3 separate regions of the Sus scrofa genome follow, and all the other regions are linked to region 1. The links are chromatin contacts, called in public HiChIP or PLAC-seq maps. All regions are on one chromosome and are shown on one strand. Each heading gives the region's core, a stretch centred on a gene start, on an enhancer-like site or on the middle of the called end of the contact. The rest is flanking DNA. Distances are from core to core; before and after follow the strand shown. Region 1 overlaps LOC110255736. Region 2 overlaps LOC110255736. Region 3 holds the start of DUSP10 (dual specificity protein phosphatase 10).

Region 1 (3,060 bases), core at 51-2,550:
GTCCATTTGGGAAACGGATGGACTACTTAAAACACCATGTGGGGCAGGTCTCACCTTATGGAGCTGAACAGGGTGAGGTTTCAGTAAGGGTTGACCTGTGTCTCTAAGCAACTCCAAGTCCTAACTGAAAGCCCCGTGACGACGACAAGTCGTCTTCTCTGATGTTGACAAGGACTTCTCTGACCAGGGAGGACTTCTCTGACCAGGGAGGACTTCTCTGTCCAGGGAGGACATCTCTGACTAGAGGGGATTTCTCTCACGAGGCAGGGCAGGGAAGACAGTCCACCTCAGCCTTATAAAAGAAATCAAGCAAATGGTCCCACGTTTGCAAGCACGTGGTTGGTCACATATTCTCCGGGAAACACAATCCAAGCATCTTCACATAGCAGATGATAACAATAACATCATCAACAAAACAATAATAATTTATTAAATTTATTCAAATTCTAACAAAAATTTAAAGTGGCCCTTGCCTGCCTCTGGGCAGGACACCGTGAGTGCGGTCAGGTGCACTGCACGTGTCAAAGGTCACAGAGCGCACTCTTAGCATTGCTTTGCCTGGACCCTGTGTACAGAAGCAGGGTTGCTTTGGTCCCTGGGGTGCTGACCTCACCTTAATAACCCTGCCAGCATCAGCAATAAGGACTGGGCTACAGGCAGGTTTTCCAGCAGTGGGCTGCCTATATTGGACCAAGGTCATGTTCAGTCTTTAGGGTGAGGTATTCGCGAGCGAGGGATACCGTGCAGTCCGTGACTTCATCCCCAATCTGCATTTGGTGGAGGTTGAGGTATGTAAACAGAGCAACAAGCAAGCAAACAGCATTTAGGATCATGAAAGAGAGAGGTGGACTGGCTGGCTCATCAACAGAATCCCCCCTGCAGCTTCAGCGTCATTAGCCCAGCCCCGAGGATGGGGAAGGAATGTTTTTGGATAACCAGGCTGAGGTGAGAGATTGGAGGGCGACCATCTGCTGCTGTCAGGACCGCCGTAAGTACGGGAGCAGGAGCCTTGGCGAGGGCACCCGTGCATGTGTTCGGGAGCCGTGAGCGTCAGCTTGTGTGCCCGCGCTCAGCATCCCTGTGGGCGGTACACTTAATACCGGGCTTCTCTGTCCAGGAAAACGCTATCCCCTCCAAAGCCCGGAATGATTAAAATCCTGAAGTTTCTCACATCTGCTCTGAACGGCCTTGGGAGCCGTATTCGGCGTCTGAGCTTTCGGACCGTCCACGGCCCAGCAGGGCATCACTTGGTATTCCTGCAGCCAAAATCTCAGGGAGCACATGATTCTGAGAGGAGCCAGCGCACAGCAGGGCAGTGAGCCGACCGGCTGTGGGGTGGTCTCCACCCTCACTATTCAAGCCTCTTGCCTGAGTGTAACCAGAGCCCCTCAGAGACAAAGCAGCCGAGGTGCTTTTGCAGCTGGAAAATTCCCCCATGGCCTCCGTGCTGGGTTGTTCTCGCTCAGACCACCACCATGGACGTGGAAACTGAGTCAGGTCCAAAGAGGATGAACCAAACTCCTATTTAAGCCAAAAAAAAAAACAAAACAACAGTTGGCCCAGGGTTGCCTGGCTTTAAATGGACCATGACTAATGTTTTAAGCCTCAGCACTGGGGTGAACCCGGCCCCTACACTTAGCCTCACCTTTCACGGTGTTATTTTTAGAGATCTCCTTACACCCCAGCTTAAACTAAAAATACGTTTCCCAGGAATAGCAGAACCTAGTTTTAATTGCGCAGAGTGACACATCTGATGACATATGATGCTTCATGCATTTGATAGCTGCTGAGGATCAAGGGGGTGGGGGGTGTTGCTAGATTTCATCTTTCAGGAGCAGCAACTAGACTGCCTTTGGGGCTGTGGGCTCCATTAGCTTCTTCTGGGCTGGAGCTGTTGCCACCAACGATGCTTTGGTGTGACATCACTTGGTGTGACTTACACAGAAACCCCGCTCATGAGAAGATACCTCCAAGTCTCATCCAACCCTGATGTGGCCTCCCTGCCCACACACCCAGGGCTTGGAAGGAAGGTCCTGCAGTACAAGACCTTTGGGGTCTGACCATTTGGCAGCTGGCGCTTCACCGTGTCCCTCTACCTCCGTGACTTCAGGCAAGTTATTGCCCTTCCTGAGTCTGATTTCTCAGGAGGATTGTAGGGATAATGGGAAATCATGTGTGTACAAAGCAGAACCCGCATCAACTATCACCTTATTCTTTTTTAACTTAACTTGCTTATATAGGAGTCCAGTCTGTTGGGACACTTGTGGATCCCTAAAGGCACATGTGGGACACGTGGTGTGGTGATGTAGAGCCTGAGGAAGATGCACATGGGGACACAGATGGCCTGGGGGCAGCATGGCACGTTACGCTGGACGCTGGAGCCACCAGCAAGGGAGCGCTTGATCGTGGAGGAAGAAAGTCTCTTGCATTCAAACTGGTCCTTAGAGGATTTCTCTTTTGGAGTCCCCACTGTGGCTCAACAGGTTGAGGGCCCGACACTGCGTCCGTGAGGATTCAGGTTCCATCCCTGGCCTCGCTCAGTGGGGTAAGGATTGGGTGTCCACAAGCTGCAGCGTAGATTGCAGCTGCAGCTCTAGATTCAACCCTTAGCCTGGGAACTTCACACGCTACAAGCGCAGCCATAAAAAAAAAAAAAATAACACAGCAATCTGACGGCAGTGGTTCTGGTCACTGTGGAGGTACGGGTTCTATTCCCTGCCTGGCACAGTGGGTTGAAGGATCTGGCATTACTACTGATCCTTTGGTGCGTCACCGCTGCAGCTCAGATTCAGTCCCTGACCTGGGAGTTTCCACATGCCCAGGATGTGACCAAAAAAAGATTCTTCTCTCTACTGGCCCATTTCAGGGTTAAGGACACAGGCTTCCCCAGATGCAAGCCCACGCCACCTCGTACTACCAGTGCAACCTTGGAGACGTTCCTCGCGTCTTTACACTCTTAGCGTCCAGCGCTGTACGATGCAGACATGAGATCACCTGCTTCACAATGTGGTTGTGAGGATGAGGCGAGACAGTTCACGTGACGCTCGTCTTTAGCGCATT
Region 2 (2,700 bases), core at 151-2,650, 190 kb after region 1:
ACACTTTCTAATCCGAGACAAAGGAGCACCTCTGCTGCTCCCAGGGGGCTGCTGCATCTCCCACCCCCCTGCTCCATCAGAGGTGAGAGGTAATACACCCCCCCATCTCTACCATACCCCCCACCCCCGCCCAGAACTTGCCAGTGATTCATCTTCGTTTCCTAGGATGAAACAACCTTGCAGGTGCCCTGAACACTAACTGAGGAAGCTGGTGTCCCTAAGGTGCCACCCTGCCCTGCCCCTCCATCCAGGAGCCAGCAGTACCTGGAGGAAAACGGCGGAAGAGCAGAGAGTGGATGGTAAAAGTTTACAAAGCTCGGGAGGGACCAGGGCTGGGCTGACCCAAGCAAAACGAAAGGACTGGTGGGACTGGCGGGGCGCACCTCCATCCGAGGCCCCTCCTCTGGGCGGAACTCCCCCTCTGCCGTCTGGCCGCTGGATCTGCAATCCTCTGGGGTTCTGATTGGTGCGCATTCATTCAGAGATGTTCAGCCCCTCTGGCAAACACCCTGCCCTTTGCATCCATATTTTACAGGTGAGCGCAGAGCGCTAAGGCTTTGGTGGAAGGTCATTTCCAAGGTCAAAGGGCTAGCTCGTGGCAGAGCTGGAAAACAGGACTGTTGGGCCTGAAGCCACCCTTTTACCCCTGTACCTCCCTTTCTAAACCCACCTGGGAGGCACTTTGCAGTAGAGTCTACAGAGTGTGGAGAAGAGTGGCGAGAGGATTGTGAACTTGCCTGAGGGCCAGGAAATCCAAAAATCCCCTTGCAGTGGCGTTAGAGGCCGGGGCGGGGGGGGGGGGGGGGGGGGGGTGCCGGCGGAGGGTCTGGGGAGTAGTCTGGCCCCATCACCATGACAACATGCAACCCGACTTCCTCTCTTGGTGTGATCGTCACTCTGCTCACCCTCTAACAAGGACCCCGGCGAGGAAAGCCATCCCTATTCTAACTGGTGAAACACTGAGGCTCAGAGACGTGGCGAGGTGCGGGGAAGAGCCAACAGACGATGGGAACGGTCTTTGCAGGACAACTGCGCATTTATGAAACCGTCACGGCAGAAGAACATCCGTGCCAGATCCCGGGCCCATGGCTGGGCCCAGCTGCCTCCCATTCTCTCCTGAGGCCAGGCCTGCTGCGAGGTTTCATTACATTGCGTGTTTTTATCATTTGATATCTGTAGCCAGATGCCTGTAGGCAATAAATGCCCTTCTCCATCAGTTGAAGCAAAAAAATGTACCTGCCATGGCTGTATTTGCTTCACTGGGCCGCTGACTTATTTTAAGAACTAAATCTTGCCTGTTACTATATTTTTCACTCTGGGGTGCGTGTGCTCCAGGACCGACAGTGATAACTTACACCCAAGGCAGAGCTTCCTCTCGCGCGAGAACGTAGCGCCACCTAGTGTCCACTTGCTCCACCGCAACCAAAAGAAATAACAGCGGTAACCTTGACAAAGTTTGCGCTCTCAAGAACTTCTTACACGCATTTTTCTCTTCTCACATAACGGAGCTTGCCTGCAGCAGTATATTCGTCTTATTTTTAAGATAAATAAGTTAAGACACGAGGCTCCAGCAAGAAAGCTGAGTAAGTTTTCCACTTGCCAACCCGGGGGGAGGGGGGGGTCATACTTTCCAACTTGGGTGGCTGTCATTTATAAACGATGAGCTCATGAGAGACGAGGGCTCATGCAACGCCCAGGTGCCCAGAACACCACCGCGCAGGAAGGCAGCCCTCCCGCGGGACCTGATGCAATCGTCTTGGCTTTATTTAGCCTTTCGTACCAGCGTCTCTACGCTCTCGGGGCAGGCTTATCCTCACAGCACCCTTAAGGGGTATAGATCTCAGTGTGGGGGGTTTCCGTTGTGCTAACAAAACCAGTATCCATGAGAATGCAGGTTCAATCCCCGCCCTCCCTCCGTGGGTTAAGGATCCAGCTCCTGCGTGAGCTGTGGTGTAGGTCGCAGGGGGGAATCTCAGGGTTATTAGTATTTTGTTTTAGGGCCGCACCTGCGGCATAGGGAGGTTCCCAGGCTAGGGGTCAGATCAGAACTGCAGCTGCCTGCCTACACCCCACCACAGCAACGTGGGATCCTTAACCCACTGAGTGGGGCCAGGGATCAAACCCACATCCTTGCAGATACTCGTCGGGTTCGTTACCCCACGAGCCACAATGGGAACTCCATCAGCGTTATTAGATGCAGGTTCCCACAAGAACTCACTTCCTCTGCAGCAGTGAGGGTAGATGTGGGACTGCCCACAGCCCCCTAAACTCAGTGCCTCTTTGCCAGTGCAAGAACCAAATCCATCACCCCAACACCATCCAACAGTTCTGACCTTCAAGCTCCTAATTCTTTTCAGATATCCAGAGTAGGGTCTCTCCATCTTGGTACCACTGGGTTGAATGGGCTGGGGGGGCTCCGTCCTGTACACTAGGAATGGTCAGCAGCGAACCTGGTCTCTACCCACTAGGTGGCAGTAGCGTCCCTCTCCCCATGAAGACGATCGGAATAGCTCCAGGCCCCGCCAAATGTTCCCTGGGGGTCCAAACCCAGCACTGGTTGAGACCCACTCTTCTAGAAGGCAGGTACACAGAAATGTAAAAATAAAAATACTACTAGTGATAACAACTACTGCTCCTGCTACCATTTAAAAGGCACGAATCAGGAGTTCCACTGGGGCACAATGAGTTAAGATCTGACTA
Region 3 (2,921 bases), core at 3-2,502, 210 kb before region 1:
TTAGAGAATGCTCCTTCGCCACTCCAGGGGCAATTAACACCCCCTTCGCAACACAGCGCACTAACAAGCCCCAGACGTTTAAAACCGCCGCAAAGCATCCCAACGAACCTCATTTTTTCTTCACCCCCAATCCGAGTAAACTGCAGAGAGAGTAAACGCACAGGGCAGCGTGAGCCAACAGCCAGAACCCTTCAACCTCACCTGCTGGGGCTCCTCGGTGAGCATCGCAACACACACACACATTCACACTTACACCACCTTACACTCCTGGGCTCTCAGGAGGAGCCGCGGTGACTTCCACTTACTTCATAAATAAGTGTAACCCTCCACCATCTGGCGCTCAGCTTCAGCTACGGATTCGCGCATTCAGCCCTCATTCACTTGGCTTCATTGATCTCCAGCAGCAACATAGTTACTTTCTCTTTTGCTACACTGTAAATGTAAGGTTCTGAGAGGGCGGGCCGGCTGCCGACCGACGGTGCGTCGGTCCAATAGGAACCCGGAGAAAGCGGACCGATACTTCGCCGCAACCCGTGGCCAATGGGCGCCCGAAGGGGGCGGGTCCTGGGCGTGGCTTTGTCTGTTTAAGGAGGGTTTATCCGACGCCTCTTCGGGCCAGCAGTGTTAGAACACGGGCGGTGATGTCATTGGCAACCAATCAAAAACTTAAAAGGGCCAACTGGGGCCCGCGCGGAGCAGCTGCTCTCTATTTACATGTAAACCAAACCAGCAGGATGCAGTTAACCCTTTCCAGGGCTGAATTGTCAATGGGCTAGACTCGCCGCTTCGATTAAAACTGGCTCTGCCCGCTTGGCGGGATCCTCGTACACCTCCTCACCCGGGAACAAACCACGCAATTTATATTCCCTTCTTACTCTGGACGGATGAGCAAATGTGTTGGAGTAACTTTCTTAAGGCAAGAGGCAACGAGAATGATCACTGTCCCCACTGGGAAAAACGGGTTCTCCGATTCGTTCGAGGTGACTCGATAAACCCAGGATTCAACGACATCGCCAATGCACCCACCCGCCAAGGACTTGAGCGCGCAGCCTGGGGCGTCGCCTCTTCCGTGCCCGGGGCCATGCGCTGGGCACCCGGGCTCCAGCGCTGCTGGTGAACTGTCCGTCCGTCCAGTGGCAGTGCTCGAGGCCGCCCCGCTCGGCCCCGAGCAGCCAGGAAGCATCGGCCGCCCGCCCGCAGATGTCGCTGCCCCTCCGGCTGCCCTGCTACCCTGCGCGGCGATGGCGCGGCGCCCTCTGGCTCGTCTACATCTGTGCCCCGGTCACGCCCCCGCTTCCCCCGCCTGCCTCCCAGGGCTCGACACAGAGCCCTAAGGCAACGCTGCGGAGGGCTGCGCGGAGGCGGTGGCTTGGGCCGGAAGCCACAGGGGGCTCGCCCTAAAGAGGAGGCACGGGTGCCACCCCCTAGGCCCGGCGTCTGGGGACTCGCCTGGCGCCCGCGCCTTTCCTCAGGCCGCCCGCGCCCTCCTCCCACCCGGACCCCAGGAGTCCGGGCGCTGCGCCCCGCAGAACCGCGCGCGGGTCACTGGCCTGCAGCCCGCCTTCCCCGCGCGCCTCGCATTCGCCCGCCACCCCGAAGGGCCGCTGGCGTGCCAAGGACCGCCAGCCTGGCGCTTCTAGAACAGCCGCGGCTGGCGGAAAAGGGCCGGGGTTGGGTGTATATACGCAGACTGAGTGTGGACCGCGGAGCGCATGGAGGCGCCGCCGCCCCCTGGGTTCTCCCGACTTTCGCCGCCGCAGGAATGGTCGGCGGCCGAGGAGCGCGGCGGAGCCAAAGATGGGAAGCGGTGGAGGCGAGCTGGCCTGCGCACGGTCAGGAAAACATGCACTAAAGTCTTGGGATATGCAAAGAAGTGAAGATGACGAGAGGAACTGAGCGGAGTTTGCGTGAAAGAACTCTAAAGAAAGAGAGCTCCCACCCCACCCCACCCGCGCATCCCTCTCCAGTCTCAGAGAGGCGGGGCGGGAGGAGGTGAAAGAAATGATTACGATGGAGTAATACATTATGAGCACTATAGAATATTTGGCTATGATTTTCTCTCTTACCAGGCTGAAGGTGTCTGAAGATATCAGGCTTAAGGGCTAAAAATCAAGCTAAGTGGCAGCGACGACATATTCATGTCTTTGCTTCAAGTGCAGATCTGAAATCTGAAGATGCCAAACCCTGGCCTGATGGCCAGCTATGCTCAGTGAGCTGAGAGATTGCTTTCCATATCTCTCTCTTCTCTTCTCCCCCCTCCTCTCCCCTCCCCTCCTAGCTATAACTATATCTATTTTATATAGATATATATATATTTACACACAGTCCAGGTTTCACAAGTGTTTCAGTCTGAAGTAAGTGCATGCAGTCATCTTAAATAGGAAAGGGTTTTTGTATCCTACTCTGCCCACACACCAACACATACACTCTACCCCTTAATAACTAGTGAGCTAGTGAGTGGTTGGGGCACACCATTTCAGCTGGTGCTGCCCAGCAAAGGTGGGTTCTAGGTAATTTCCAAAGAAATCAGAAAAGAAGTTGCCAGAGGGGCTACCCTGGATCTATTTGGAGCTTCTTCTTTTTTTTTTTTTTTTTTTTTTTTTTTTTGCTTTTTAGGGCCACATCTGCGACAAATGGAAGTTCCCAGGCTAGGGGTTGATTTGGAGCTGCAACTAGTGGCCTATGCCACAGCCACAGCCATGCCAGATCTGAGCTGCATCTGCACCCTATACCGCAGCTCATGACAACACTAGACCCTTAACCCACTGAGCGAGACCAGGGATCAAACTTGAGTCCTCATGGGTACTAGTCGGATTTGTTTCTGCTGAGCCACAACGGGAACTCTGTAAACAGCCTTTTGTATGAAACCCAGAAGGGGAAAGTAACTTCAAAAAGAAATGTAATTCATTTAATGAGATGAT

What was found. HiChIP or PLAC-seq counts read pairs in DNA pulled down with a chosen protein or histone mark.
Region 2: an H3K27ac HiChIP or PLAC-seq map of skeletal muscle shows a contact between it and region 1. The contact joins two enhancer-like sites. A contact is called at or near these places in 2 of 47 Hi-C or Micro-C datasets (both in skeletal muscle) and 1 of 2 datasets of contacts at active chromatin or transcription factors (skeletal muscle).
Region 3: a contact with region 1 is called in an H3K27ac HiChIP or PLAC-seq map of skeletal muscle. The contact joins the promoter of DUSP10 here to the enhancer-like site in region 1. A contact is called at or near these places in 6 of 47 Hi-C or Micro-C datasets (embryonic fibroblasts, fetal heart ventricle, heart right ventricle and 2 more) and 1 of 2 datasets of contacts at active chromatin or transcription factors (skeletal muscle).

Annotation. Positions count from the first base shown.
Region 1 is chr10:11,111,136-11,114,195 of Sscrofa11.1, forward strand. The region is part of intron 5 of LOC110255736; the gene reads right to left. Among named protein-coding and RNA genes, the nearest start is that of TRNAT-UGU, 200 kb to the right of the region's middle. Within about 2 kb of position 1,301, at least 2 of the 83 cell types and tissues checked have an H3K27ac peak or open chromatin away from gene starts, as enhancers often do. A contact at or near this core is called in skeletal muscle, where this site is marked.
Region 2 is chr10:11,301,966-11,304,665 of Sscrofa11.1, forward strand. The region is part of intron 2 of LOC110255736; the gene reads right to left. Among named protein-coding and RNA genes, the nearest start is that of TRNAT-UGU, 10 kb to the right of the region's middle. Within about 2 kb of position 1,401, at least 27 of the 83 cell types and tissues checked have an H3K27ac peak or open chromatin away from gene starts, as enhancers often do. A contact at or near this core is called in skeletal muscle, where this site is marked.
Region 3 is chr10:10,904,600-10,907,520 of Sscrofa11.1, forward strand. It overlaps DUSP10 (dual specificity protein phosphatase 10), which reads right to left and starts at 1,253. Exons shown (of 4, transcript XM_003130510.5): 1 at 306-1,253.